Linked DNA regions of Sus scrofa: region 1 is linked to region 2. The links are chromatin contacts, called in public promoter capture Hi-C maps. All regions are on one chromosome and are shown on one strand. The core of a region is the stretch at or near the end of the contact, and the rest is flanking DNA. Distances in the headings are between cores, read along the strand shown.

Region 1 (5,969 bases), core at 2,617-5,116, 860 kb after region 2:
AACTGGACATCGGTGATGCCATGGGGGCACCTGGTGAGGTTGAAGGAGTCAGAGGGAAGTAGAGGGGAAAACTGGCCATGAGCTACAGCTGCCCCCTCAGGCAGGCCCAGGGATCCTAGAACCCAAGTCCCCACCAGAATAACAGTGGGGAGACTGAGGCCCAGAGCAGTAGATAAGCTGCCAAGATCACACGGTGTGCCTGTGGCAGAGCCGTCCTCACCCACTGCCCCGCCCACTGTAGGGCTCCCTAGGTCCAGCGCCTGGGGTCTTACCATCATCAGGCCCTTGCAGGATCAGGTACTGTGTCGTCTTGGCCCCACTATCCTCAGCACTGGTCACAGTGATGCAGCCTGGGAAGAGATGTGGGGAGATGCCCCTCTGATAACAACTGTCACTGGCCACACTCATCCTGACCCAGCTGTGTGACTGTGAATCAGCTATTCTGCCCTTTTCCCTAGCTCCCGTCCAGGGCAGGGCTGTTGGGACATTTGGTGTGACATGCTGGCCCAGTATCCAGTCCACAGCCGCCTGCCTTTACCATTAAACCTGGAGGATCCTCCTCTTTCCTCTTCAAACTTCTCCAAGGTCAAGGCCTGGCTCCCTCACTACTTTCTTAGGATCGGCTTTCCAGACCATCCCAGGGCTTTTCCAGGTGCTATGGCCCTTACATGCATCATTAATAATAAAAGGTACAATGTGGTCAATCTTGAGCATCAGCTCTGGAGTCAGACTGTCTGAGGTCACGGCCCAACACCTGCTGATGACAGCGGGTACGTTAATTTACGTCCCCTGTGCCTTGGCTTTCTCACCTAGACTGTGAGGATCATAATGGCACCTACCTTTTGGGGTTACCATGAGGATTAATGAGCTACTGCACGTAAAGTGTTAAGAGCAGACGCCAGTACAAAGTCAGGCAGTACTGTTTCTATACCGTGTGCATATGCTGCACCAGGCACTATGCTGCCTCGTTAGAACCTCACGTCACTTACCACTGCCCTGAGAAGGGATTATGGCTCCCACATGACAAACTCAGACTGGTATGGCTAATGGCCTACATCTGCACGGCTGGTTCTGCAGGGAAAGCCCTGGGGGGCGACCCTGGCCCTCTGCAGCCTGACTCACTCTGGATGAGCTCGGGCCCGATGGTGGACTCGATGATCTTTTCGATGGCTGAGCCCAGGTCCGAGGAGGAAGCCGTGCAGTCGGACACCAGCATGTTGGGGTCCGGGAGTGCGCTGGAGTGCACGAGGGCGGGGGGGGCACCCGTCACCCCGGCCACTGGCCCGTGGGAAACAGAGGATGAATCAGGGAGGTAGCCATGGGGCAGCGGGTCTGTGCTGGAGCTGCTCTCGGATACGTCCTCCTGGGGGCCAGGAAACAGGGAGAGAGGTAGTTTAGGAGCCACGGATGGGGCAAGGCAGGCTACCCCCCACCTTGGCCCAAGGACATGGTGAGTGGAGCCACCCACACCCTGAGCCCCATCATGGACCAGTGGGAGAAGCCCTCTTGTCACAGAGCCTCCCAATTGCAAGCCCCAGGGTCTCTGGCTTTGGTGAGATACAAGGCTCCACATCCCCCATGCTCCACCCAACAGCCAGGTGGAGCTGATCTCCCGTCTGAATCGCTCCCTAGCATCACATCATGGCTAACTCCTCCTCAGCCTTCTCAATGCCATTCAGCTGGTCCCTCTTCTGGGAAGCTGACCCTAATGCCCAAGGCCAAGTGAAGACCTCTCCATCCTTAGTGACGTGGTGGCCTGTATCCCCCATCACATCATGGTTCCCAGGTCGGACTCTCCGTGAGGGCTGGGACCACATCTCTCTTGTCTCCTGACGTATCCTCAGGGCCCAGCAGCAGCTGGGCACATGCTAGGTCCATTTCTGCTGAATCAAAATCCCTGGGCCCTAAAGTGAAGGCTATTGCTGTGTTGCTCTATAATGCAATGTCCTGAAAATGATCACCACCTTGCAGACACTGACCACGATAGTAGCTGATACTTAGCGACTGCTTACCATGCACTGACCACTGTGTTCACTGTTTAGCATGTATCGAGTCATTTAATCCTCAATAAAACCCTATTGAAGAAGGTATATTTCTTTTTTTAAATGTTTTTATTGCTATTTCCCCAGTACGATTTTTTCCCTACTGTACAGGAAGGTGACCCAGTTACACATACATGTATACATTCTTTTTTCTCACATTATCATGCCCCAACCATTAGTGACTAGACATAGTTCCCAGTGCTACACAGCAGGAGAAGAAGGTATATTTCTTCTTCCCACCCTACAGATGAGAAAACTGACAGCTGAAAGTTGGGTTGCCTGCCCAAGATTACAGAACTAGGAGGTGGAAGAACCGGGAGACTATTTTACAAGGTGTTTCCAAGAAAATGTGTGGTAGGAGCTTGCAACAGAGCACTCTCAGCAGCAGGCATTTCTGCTCCGTTTTACAGGAAGAAAACTGAGGCTCAAAGAGGTCTCCCAGTGAATCAGAGGTAGAGCCAAGACTTGAACTAGGTTTCACCTGCATCTCTAAGAGTGAGGAGAGTGGGTAGTGCAGGAGCTCAGCCCGCAGTCTAGATCTGAATCCTGGCTCTGTGCCTCAGTTTCTTTCTCTGTGAGATGTGGGAAAGACTGATATATGCCTTACAAGGTATGAGAGCCAAAAGAGAAAATTCAAGCCAGGGGCTTGGCACGGTGTCTGGCTCACAACAAACCATAAACAAATATTGGTTATAAGCAAGCCTTGCTGGCTTCCCCTTGGAAGCTGCTGCCTCCCCCCAACGCCGGCCATACCAGAGAGCTGCTACCGCGGTCCGAGCTCTGACCCACGCGGGAGTCGTCGGCCTCCGCCGGCCCCGGGGCGGCCGCCGCGTCGCTGCTGTCGGCCGACACGGCTTCCGAGGTGCCCACACCCAAGCCGCTCTCAGAGGGCTCTTCGGGCTGGCCAGGCCCAGGGGCCGCGTCGCTACTGCTCTCCACCTCGTTCTCTTCCATTGGTTCCGGGGGAGGCCTGACAGGAGGGCGCAGGATCTGGGGCCTTCACTCTGCGAGAAGCGGTGACGGGGGCTGGAACAGGTGGGCCTCCTCCTCGGCCCCGGCCATCGCGGCCCACCCAGCTGCACCCATGCGCCCATTTCGCAGATGCAGAGACCGAGTAGCCGGCGGGGCGGGGCTTTCTAGTGTACCGCGAGGGGAGCTTCGGGAAAACAGAACCAGGAAGCCTTGCTTCCCCGTCTCGGGCTCCTTCCCCATCCCCGGGAGGGTCGTCAATGGCGGGTAATCTTGACCCTTTTCTCCTCCCCTCCATGATTCCAGCAGAGTGGTTCACTCTACGGGGCCCGATCAGGCTCAGTGGTTCAGCCCTTTGGTCCCCCAAGTCCCCCCGGGGGAAGGGTCGGTGGTACAGCCCGCAGGCCCCCTGGGTCAGCAGCTTGCTCCCCCCCTCCCCTGGTTCGCGTGCGGAGGGGGCTGACAGCGACGGTCCCGGGGCCTGGAGACTCGGGGCTGTCCCCGGCGCTGCCTGCGCTCCAGGCCCGACGCCATCTTGTGGTGGCGCCGAGTTTCCGCTCAGGCAAGTCCGAGAGCAACTAAAGGGCCTGGGACCCCGGGGCCCTGTTCGGACAGCCCCGCCGGGCTCGGCACCTCGCTGCCGGGTATCCCCGCATTGTGGCCTCACTTCACGGAAGGGTGCAGTGGGGCGACCTGACTCTACCCGACGCTCACCTGACGCTTCCGTAACCGCGTTCCTCCCCGACTCCGGCATCGACGAGGTCGCCATCCTCTTTCCCCCGTTGCGGAGGGACCCATCGGTGTATTGCAGGCCGGAACTACTTCCTACGCCGGCCCGGAGAAAGACAGGCTTCCAGTGTGCTGGAAGGTGGTTCCGAGGCCTCAAAAGTATACTAGAGCCCTAAGAGAATGTAGAATTTTTTATAGCGCTTAGTACCGGTGGTGGAGTCAGCTATGGTTTGGGGACTACTTTCTCTCGCGGCGGATGAATACCTAGGAGTTGTGTGACGTCATCCCTGGGTCCCTTCCTTGGGCCGCAGGGCTGGGCGCGGCTAAGGCTGGCCCCACTTCCGGGGGCGTGACTCCCAGTGGCCTGTCCACGCCCTTCCCGGAACAGTCCGAATGGAGTGCGACTGGCTTGGCGGGAGGGAGGTATCTGTTATGCGTCCTTTCGCCTGGCTTTTAACCAATTACTTTGCATTCTCATCGTACCCAATCAAATCTTTCCCGATTAGGTTTGACGTGTCCTGGGAGGAGGGGAGCGTATAATCCTGGTTTTACAAATGGGGAAACTGAGGCCCCGAGATGGGAGGTGGCTGGTCCAAAGTCACATCAAGTATAGGGATTCTGAATGCAAACCCGAATGGCCAGAGTTGGAGAAATGGAGATGAGTGAGTGCCTGGCCCTTCTTGAGCTTTGGACACAGATTTGTTACATAATAGAGATGGAGGTCAAGCTACCTCCACAGCCCTTCTCTGCTCAATATATGTAGATGTATTTAGAAGTCTGCAGCTTTTCAGAAAGGTACGACTTTCCCCTTCTGATGCTTGAAATGCCACCTTTGGCAGTACCCTCTGTTTAAGCCTTTTTCGCATTTTGCTCAGGAGACTGGTTCTCCGGTTTGTCCCAGAGTCTTGTTGCATAAGTTGTTTTCATCAATTGAAAAATACAAATGGGGAAGGGGGCGGTGGGAGAAATCTAAACCCCTGCAAAGAAAACCTGCTTAAAAAGACAGGGTGTTTCAGCTATTATGGTTTGTTGTACTGAGTATGAGGGGGTTTCCCTGGTCTTTTCCTAGGAGCAGGTTTTGGTAGGAGGAAGACAGCATGAGGCCTCTGGATTGGCTCTGCCCACTCGCAACCACTACCCCCCATTCAGCAGTTCCAGGCTCCCAGAGCAGCCCTAGAGAGCTGGATAAACAAGGGCATGATAGCAGGTTGGTTTGCTCCCCACTAGGCAGTTTTTCCAATCTGATTCCTCAGTCCTACAGAGCCACCTCCAATCCCCATTCCACGCCACTGGGATGTATCCTGCCAAGCGACCTCCCTCAAGGACATCCGGGTACTGAGGAGTACCTCCACAGCACCTATTCCATTCCCAACCCAACGAAGGCACAGTCCTAACCTTGGCCTTTGCCACCAAATCATAAGGTTGCAGAATGTCATGATATAGAAAATAACCGCCTCATCAAGGAGCTCAAGACCAGAGAGTGAAAGCTCATGGCCTAAGGTCTTAATGCCTTGAAACAAATATCGCAGTTCTTCCATTACAAAGGCAAGCAAGCCAACCTGGTTTGTTGACTGCTGTTCCAGGGTTCTTCCCACCAGAATATGTAGTTTGTAGTTCTGGCCTCAGCTTTGATGGGGAGACTTCTAGAAGCAGTGAAGGAGCTCCGGGTCAGAAGGACGTTCAAGTGGACCGTTGAGAAAAATGCTGAGGAGAAGAGCCAAGTGGGAAGAAGGCGGGAGAGCACTTTCCGTGAGCCCTACCCCATGCCAGGCACTGCGCATGTGCTTTGCTGCATCACAGTACCTTAAGGAAGCAGGGGCTGTTACAGTCTTCCATGGCAGAGGAGGAAGCTGAGACTCAGAGGAGGGGACATGACTTGTCCAAGGTCACACAGCCTAGAGGATAGTGCTGGGATATGGACCCAGGTCTGTCTGATTCTAAAGCCCCAAGCAGTTTAAATACCATGTGAAGGATGCCTCGTAACTATGGTTACTTAAAATACTCTGTACCGGAGTTCCCGTTGTGGTGCAGTGGTTAACGAATCCGACTAGGAACCATGAGGTTGCAGGTTAGGTCCCTGCCCGGGTTCGGTCCCTGACCTTGCTCAGTGGGTTAACGATCCTGCGTTGCCGTGACCTGTGGTGTAGGTTGCAGATGCGGCTCGGATCCTGCGTTGCTGTGCCTCTGGCGTAGGCTGGGAGATACAGCTCCGATTAGACCCCTAGCCTG
Region 2 (6,177 bases), core at 1,899-4,398:
ATAAAATTAGAAAACCATTCTAAGACCTCAGCTATCCAAATACTTGGAGTTCTAGAGAGTGAAGATGTGGATAGAAAATAGGAAGATGAAGAAAGGAAATCTTTGAAGAAATAATTCACGAAAAATATTTTGGAACCGAAAGAAATGGGTTTTCAGATTGAAAGAGGTCACTGAGGAACAATTATATGCTTCCTGATCTGATATAGGAAATAGTCCCACCTATAAAATGCTCTTGCCAAAAACTGAAATGTAATCAAGACTCTACCAGTTTACAGGACATTCAAAGGACAATGTCACATTTTTAAAACAATGCAAGGATCTAGTCAGTCAAAATCAGATGGTGAGAAACTCTACAGGAGAATTTACCCAGTTTCTTCAACAGTTCAATTATATATTTTTTGAAAGGAGGGGTAGGAATAACTGTTACAGAATCAAAGAGAATTAAGAGACTTAGAAGCTAAATGCAAAGTGTAGACATTTTCGGATCCTGATTTAAATAAACCAATGTGACAAGTCATTTTTGAGATAATTAGAGAAAATTGATCCTGGATTATGTCTTGCAAGATTGTAAGGAATTGTTATTAATTTCGTTCAGCGTGATCATGGAGTTATGGTTGTTATTTTTTTTCTAATTCTTACTGTTGGAGCTATATATTAATATGTTTATGAATGCAATGATATGATACCTGGGATTTGCTGTAAGATAGTGCTGTTAAAAAAAAAGTGGGATGGAGTTCCCTTCGTGGCTCAGTGGTTGACAAATCCTACTAGGAACCATGAGGTTTCGGGTTTGATCCCTGGCCTCGCTCAGTGGGTTAAGGATCTGGCGTTGCCGTGAGCTGTGGTGTAGGTCACAGACGTGGCCTGGATCCCGCATTGCTGTGGCTCTGGCGTAGCCTGGTGGCTACAGCTCCGACTGGACCCCTAGCCTGGGAACCTCCACATGCCTTGGGTGTGGCACTAGAAAAAACAAAACAAAAAAAAAAAAGTGGGAGTTCCCGTCGTGGTGCAGGGGAAAGGAATCTGACTAGGAACCATGAGGCTGCGGGTTCAATCCCTGGCTTCGCTTAGTAGGTTGAGGATCTGGCATTGATGTGAGCTGTGGTGTAGGTTGCAGACCAGGCTCGGATCCTGCGTTGCTCTGGCTGTGGTGTAGGCTGGCAGCTGTAGCTCTGATTCGACCCCTGGCCTGGGAACCTCCATATGCCACAGGTGGGACCCTATAAAGACAAAAGACAAAAAAAAAAAAAAAAAAAGTGTGAGAGCTTGCAGAAGAGTAAAATAAAGCTGAGTGATGGGTACATGGAGTTTACTGTACTATGCTCTCTACCATTGTGTTGCTTTGGAAATTGTTATAATAAAAAATGAAAGAAAGAGAATGAAAAGAGGGAGTTCCTGTCATGGCACAGAGGAAACGAATCCGACTAGGGACCATGACGTTGTGGGTTCGATCCCTGGCCTCTCTCAGTGAGTTATGGATCCGTCATTGCCATGTGTTGCAGTGAGCTGTGGTGTAGGTTGCAGATGTGGCTCTGATTAGACCCCTAGCCTGAGAACTTCCATATGCTGTGCAGGTACGGCCCTGAAAACAAAAACAAAACAAAACAAAACAAAAACCCAAAGGGTTTTTAGAAAGACTGGCGCTGGCATGTTGGGAGGATAAGGAATCATCCAATAGAACTGGGGTTTTGTGATGAGGAAGAAATAGCAGAAAGAGGCTGAAGGATAGGGGCAGCTTCTAGAAAAACTTGATTGCCACACACAAAGAGCTTATCAATAAGGATTAAATAAGATCTGAATAAAGAATTTAAGCAAGAAAAGAACACAATTAGAATGCTTTTTTATGTTTGTTTTTTGACCTCACCTGTGGCAGGTCAGGGGTTGAACCTGTGCCACAGCAGTGACAAAGCCAGATCCTTAACCCACTGAGCCACCAGGGAACTCCTAGAATGGGGTTTTGAAAAGATCATTTCAGGGAGTTCCCATTGAGGCTGAATGGGTTAAGAACCTGGCATTGCAGAGGGCTGCGGAGTAGGTCACAGATGCGTCTCGGATCTGACGTTGCTGTGTCTGTGGCTTAGGTAGGCAGCTGCAGTTCTGATTCACCCCTAGCCCAGGAACTTCATATGCTGCGGGTACGGCCCTTAAAAGAAAAGAAAAGAAAAGAAAAGATCATTTCAGCAGTTGATGGGAGCAGGACTGGGGGTAGCGTGAAGAGTTAGAAGTCTATCATTAAGCTAAAGCAAAGGAGAAATGACAAAGGCTTATCTATTTACTCTGTTCTATTTCGTATCAGACTATAAACTCCAAGACAGCAGGGCCACGTCTATCTTGTTCTTGCTGTGTCTCCAGCACGAAACAAAAAGTCTGCTTCATAAATATTCGCTGAAAGAATGAATGAAAGGGAGGCAGTGGAGGTGAGGCATTTTGAAGAACTGGGCTTAATAGTCACTGGCCTTGGCAAGGGCAGAATGGTGATAAATGGTGAGAGCAGATGGGAATGGGGTGGGGGGTGTCGTGGAGCCTGGTTCCTTAAGATTCCTTTAAGAGCTTGGGTGAGGGGGTATTCTATCACGGACACAGGCTTCCAAAAAAAAAAAAAAAAACAACACTTCACAGGTCTAATTCCTGGCCTTCTCGGTTCACAAAAGGAGGAAATGATCAGTATTTTGAAGGACTGAAGGGAGGATTAAGGAAAAATTTAGCAAAAATTTCTGTCCTTCCTTAAACGCAGTGTTTCCAAAGCACACAGCAAAAGGGGACTAACTTCAACCTCACTCAGTGACGATGATTTTTTGGGTGGGGTGGGAACCAATGACCTCAGAGACTCTGGGCCCGGCCAGGGCGACTCCCTAGCCTAAGCCTCAGGCCCGCCCAACCCCAAACCTTGCCCAGCCCCCTCGTTTCCACATGTCGCTTTTCTAGATTCCCCCCCTCAGCCCCGCCTCCACTCCGCCCACCTCCTTTTTCAGCTCCCCGCCCCCATTTCCGTCCCCCTACACCCGCCTCCTCCTAGCTCCCTACCCCGACCCCCGCCCTCCCCCCGGCCGCAGCATCCCGGCCCTTAGCTCTCCTTCCTCCTCCCTCTGTCCGCGCCCCTCTCGGGCGGCCGGGGCAACCCCGTGCCCTGCTCACCCAATGAGGAGACGGCTCAGGGGCGGGGCTCGAGCCGAAGCGGAAGTGGTGACCGGAGCGGAAGTGGAGCCGCCGCCACCGCCGCCGCCGATTCCGGAGCCGGGGTAGCTGCTGCCGCCGCCGCCACTGCAGCTGCCGCCGCTGCCGCCAGAGGAGTGGGCTTGGGAAAGAAGCGGTCACCGCGCCGGGAGCTCCGCTCGCAAGCTTTTTTGCCCCCTGCAGCCCTCCCACGGTGAGTGCGGCGCGGGGTCCGCCCGGGGCCCCCAGGGGCCCAAGCTCCAAACTACCCCCCCCACAGGCGGCGGCTGCAGCAACGAGGGCGACCCGCAGGTGGGCCCGGGTGGCAGCGGCGCGCGGCCTGTTCAGCCCCGTGCGGCCGCCTGCGGCGCGGGCTCGGCCTCGCCGCGGCCCCTCCCTGTTTCCGGGGCCGGGCCCTTAGCTCTGGGAGAGGCCCCGGCCGCCCTCGCCGCCTGCGGCCCTGCCCGGCGGGCGGGGTGCGGCTCTGTGCCGGGCCGGAAGGGAATCGTGTCCCGGACCCCTGACCGCCCCTCATCACCCATCTTCGATTCCCTCGAGACCCCTCCCTGCGCCTTGAGCAGCCAGAACCGACCCTTTCAGCCCTGTCACCCCCTGCGCCTCGCTTTCCGGTTCCCAAAAATGAAATTTAACCAAATGCAGGCGAGTTCTTGAGCCGCAATGGCCCTGCTCGACTCCCTCTGGATGGGTAAGGGGTTTAACCTTGGGAGAGAGCAGAGAGAAGACCCCCTCCCACTTTGCAGTAAAGCCATTTCATCATCGTTCGCTGGTGCGGGAGCCTGACAGAACCCGAGATTCCCTAGGAAGCACAGGGTTGAGGTTTGAATCGAGAAAATGCGTTTGGTGGAACCGGTTACTGAGTCAGGCCGGACCCCCAGAAAAAAAAAATAAATAAAAAATGTCAGAGGTTGAGAATCGGAATATTTTCCCACGTTATTTCCCATCATTTAATGCCAGAGTCTCTTTTGTCCTCGCCCCAAATTCCCCTATACTGTGGGCTAGCACGTTTTTAGGACTGAAATTTGCCCGGTGGTGGAGAAGGGGTGGGTGTGATTAGGCCCCTTTTCTTCCCAAGATGAATACATCTTTGTCTCTTGCAAATGGAGAACTCACGTGTAATGGGGCTTTCAAAGGCGGCAGTATTGGTAAGACAGTTTGCCAACCTTTCTGTGAAAATTCATGTCTTTTGTCCTTGCCGTCACTGCTTTTCCCTTTGGTAAGGCTAGATGGCATCAGGTTCTGATTTTGCTTGCCCTGTGTGGGAGACGGAATTTGGCAATCAAGCGGCTACAGGAGCCAGAACAGAAGGATGAAGCACTTGGAAGAATGTGAAAATTGTCTGCATTTCTCACTCTGTCTCAGTTGTTCACATGAAACCGCACACGTATGTGGTTTATAGAACCAGACACGTGGGTACTCAGTTTTTTGCATTTTCATGTTAGAAATTTATATATGTTAATATTACTTGGTTCTTGGTCATTTCCTTCTTGACTGCTTCCAGAGCACCCCTTTTCTTATCTAGGAACGTGTCAGGGCCCTCATTTTTCTTGGATCTGTGTTCTTAGCACAGGTGGTGAGGGTAATATCTGTCAATTTGACTGGACCCAGGTTAGAATTGTACAGGTGATCTTCACAGTGGAAGGCTAATAATAATCCAGAAGCAACTGCTGAATTATTTTCCTGGTCTCTCCTTTCAGTGAGATAAGAAACCATTCATCCATCTAACCCACGAAGTCTTTATGAGAAATAAGATGCTTTGGCCTAGACCACACACCTGGTTTTCAGGTTGAATATCCTCATTCATCAGTAGCAAATATTTATGGCCCGTCAGCCCCTGGAGTATGGCTCCTACCCTATAATCTTCTGTACATTTCCCATCATGCAGTGCTTGCATTACATTGAAGCCATTTTAGAATTGGAGCTCTGTAGATCTGGAAGCAGCCTGCAGAAAACCAGGCTGAGCAAATTCCCACAATGCCAGTTCTCAAGGCAGAGTCTCCAGAGATTCGGGCCGCTGCAAAAAGTGCATTTTACCCATTTGGCTGTGGCTGTTGAAGCAGAGAGAGCACTGGACTTGGAGTCAGGTAAATTTGATTCCAGTTGTGTTTGCAGCATTTTCTAGCCGTGTGCAGCTTAATCTCTGCTGCTTGGTTTTTCTATCTCCAGAGTTGTCAAGAGACTTTCTCACAAACTGTAAATTGTTAAATATAAGCCTCTAGTTTTGTGTTTGAATCACAGGGTTCACTATTAAGGGCTTTCTTTTTGCCTTGATTACATTCTGAGGAGACCCAATCCTCTTTGTATACATGTTGCTTTCAAAGAATGATACATCATGATAAAATTGAACTTTGTGTAGAGCCTCTTCAGCCTTTTCTGAGCCCATTTTCTCATCTGACCAGTGCCAGTGGTAATAGTGTTTGATGTGTTATTGCGACAGACTCAATAATTAAAATCAAGGTGTGAGATCTAACTAGATGTTTGGTAAATGTTTTGATTGTATTCATGAATATTATGCATATATGGACTAGCTACCATTTATATGTGCTGAGTGTTGCTCTCAGCACATACACATTAACTAAGCTTTCATAACAACCAGTGGTAGGTAAATACTGTTAGCCACATTTTACAATTGAGGAAATTGAGGCACAGAGAAGTTAAATAATTTCCCTGAGGAGATGCGCGCGCGCACACACACACACACACACACACACACCTCTCGCTGGGTAGGTGTTGGAGCCAGGAATCAAAGCCAGGCAGTCTGGCTCTAATGATAGATTTCTTCTTGTGGTAGAACAATTCACATGTTTCAGGTGAACACCATTTAGTAGTTGGTTTTTCTTTACATGTATTTTATCCAAGAAAGTGTATTTGGACAAGAATTTTAGCAATTTTTGAAAATACATAAGATGTAATTTATTGGGAAGGAATATATTCTTTCTGGCATGCAGGGAAGATACTGCTAGTGTGCACTAGGAAGCAAGCTTGCGAAAAACCCAGCTTTTCTAG

Evidence for each region. Promoter capture Hi-C pulls out the DNA fragments that hold promoters and counts their contacts.
Region 1: a contact with region 2 is called in a promoter capture Hi-C map of liver, with 2.4 times the contacts expected there. The contact joins the promoter of ZNF335 here to the promoter of YWHAB in region 2. A contact is called at or near these places in 1 of 5 promoter capture datasets (liver) and 1 of 2 datasets of contacts at active chromatin or transcription factors (alveolar macrophages).

The regions. Positions count from the first base shown.
Region 1 is chr17:48,149,385-48,155,353 of Sscrofa11.1, forward strand. It overlaps ZNF335 (zinc finger protein 335), which reads right to left and starts at 3,867. Exons shown (of 27, transcript XM_021077367.1): 1 at 3,726-3,867; 2 at 2,796-3,046; 3 at 1,123-1,363; 4 at 273-350; 5 at 1-30. The coding sequence starts at 2,996.
Region 2 is chr17:47,294,872-47,301,048 of Sscrofa11.1, forward strand. It overlaps YWHAB (14-3-3 protein beta/alpha), which reads left to right and starts at 3,149. Exons shown (of 6, transcript XM_005672961.3): 1 at 3,149-3,367.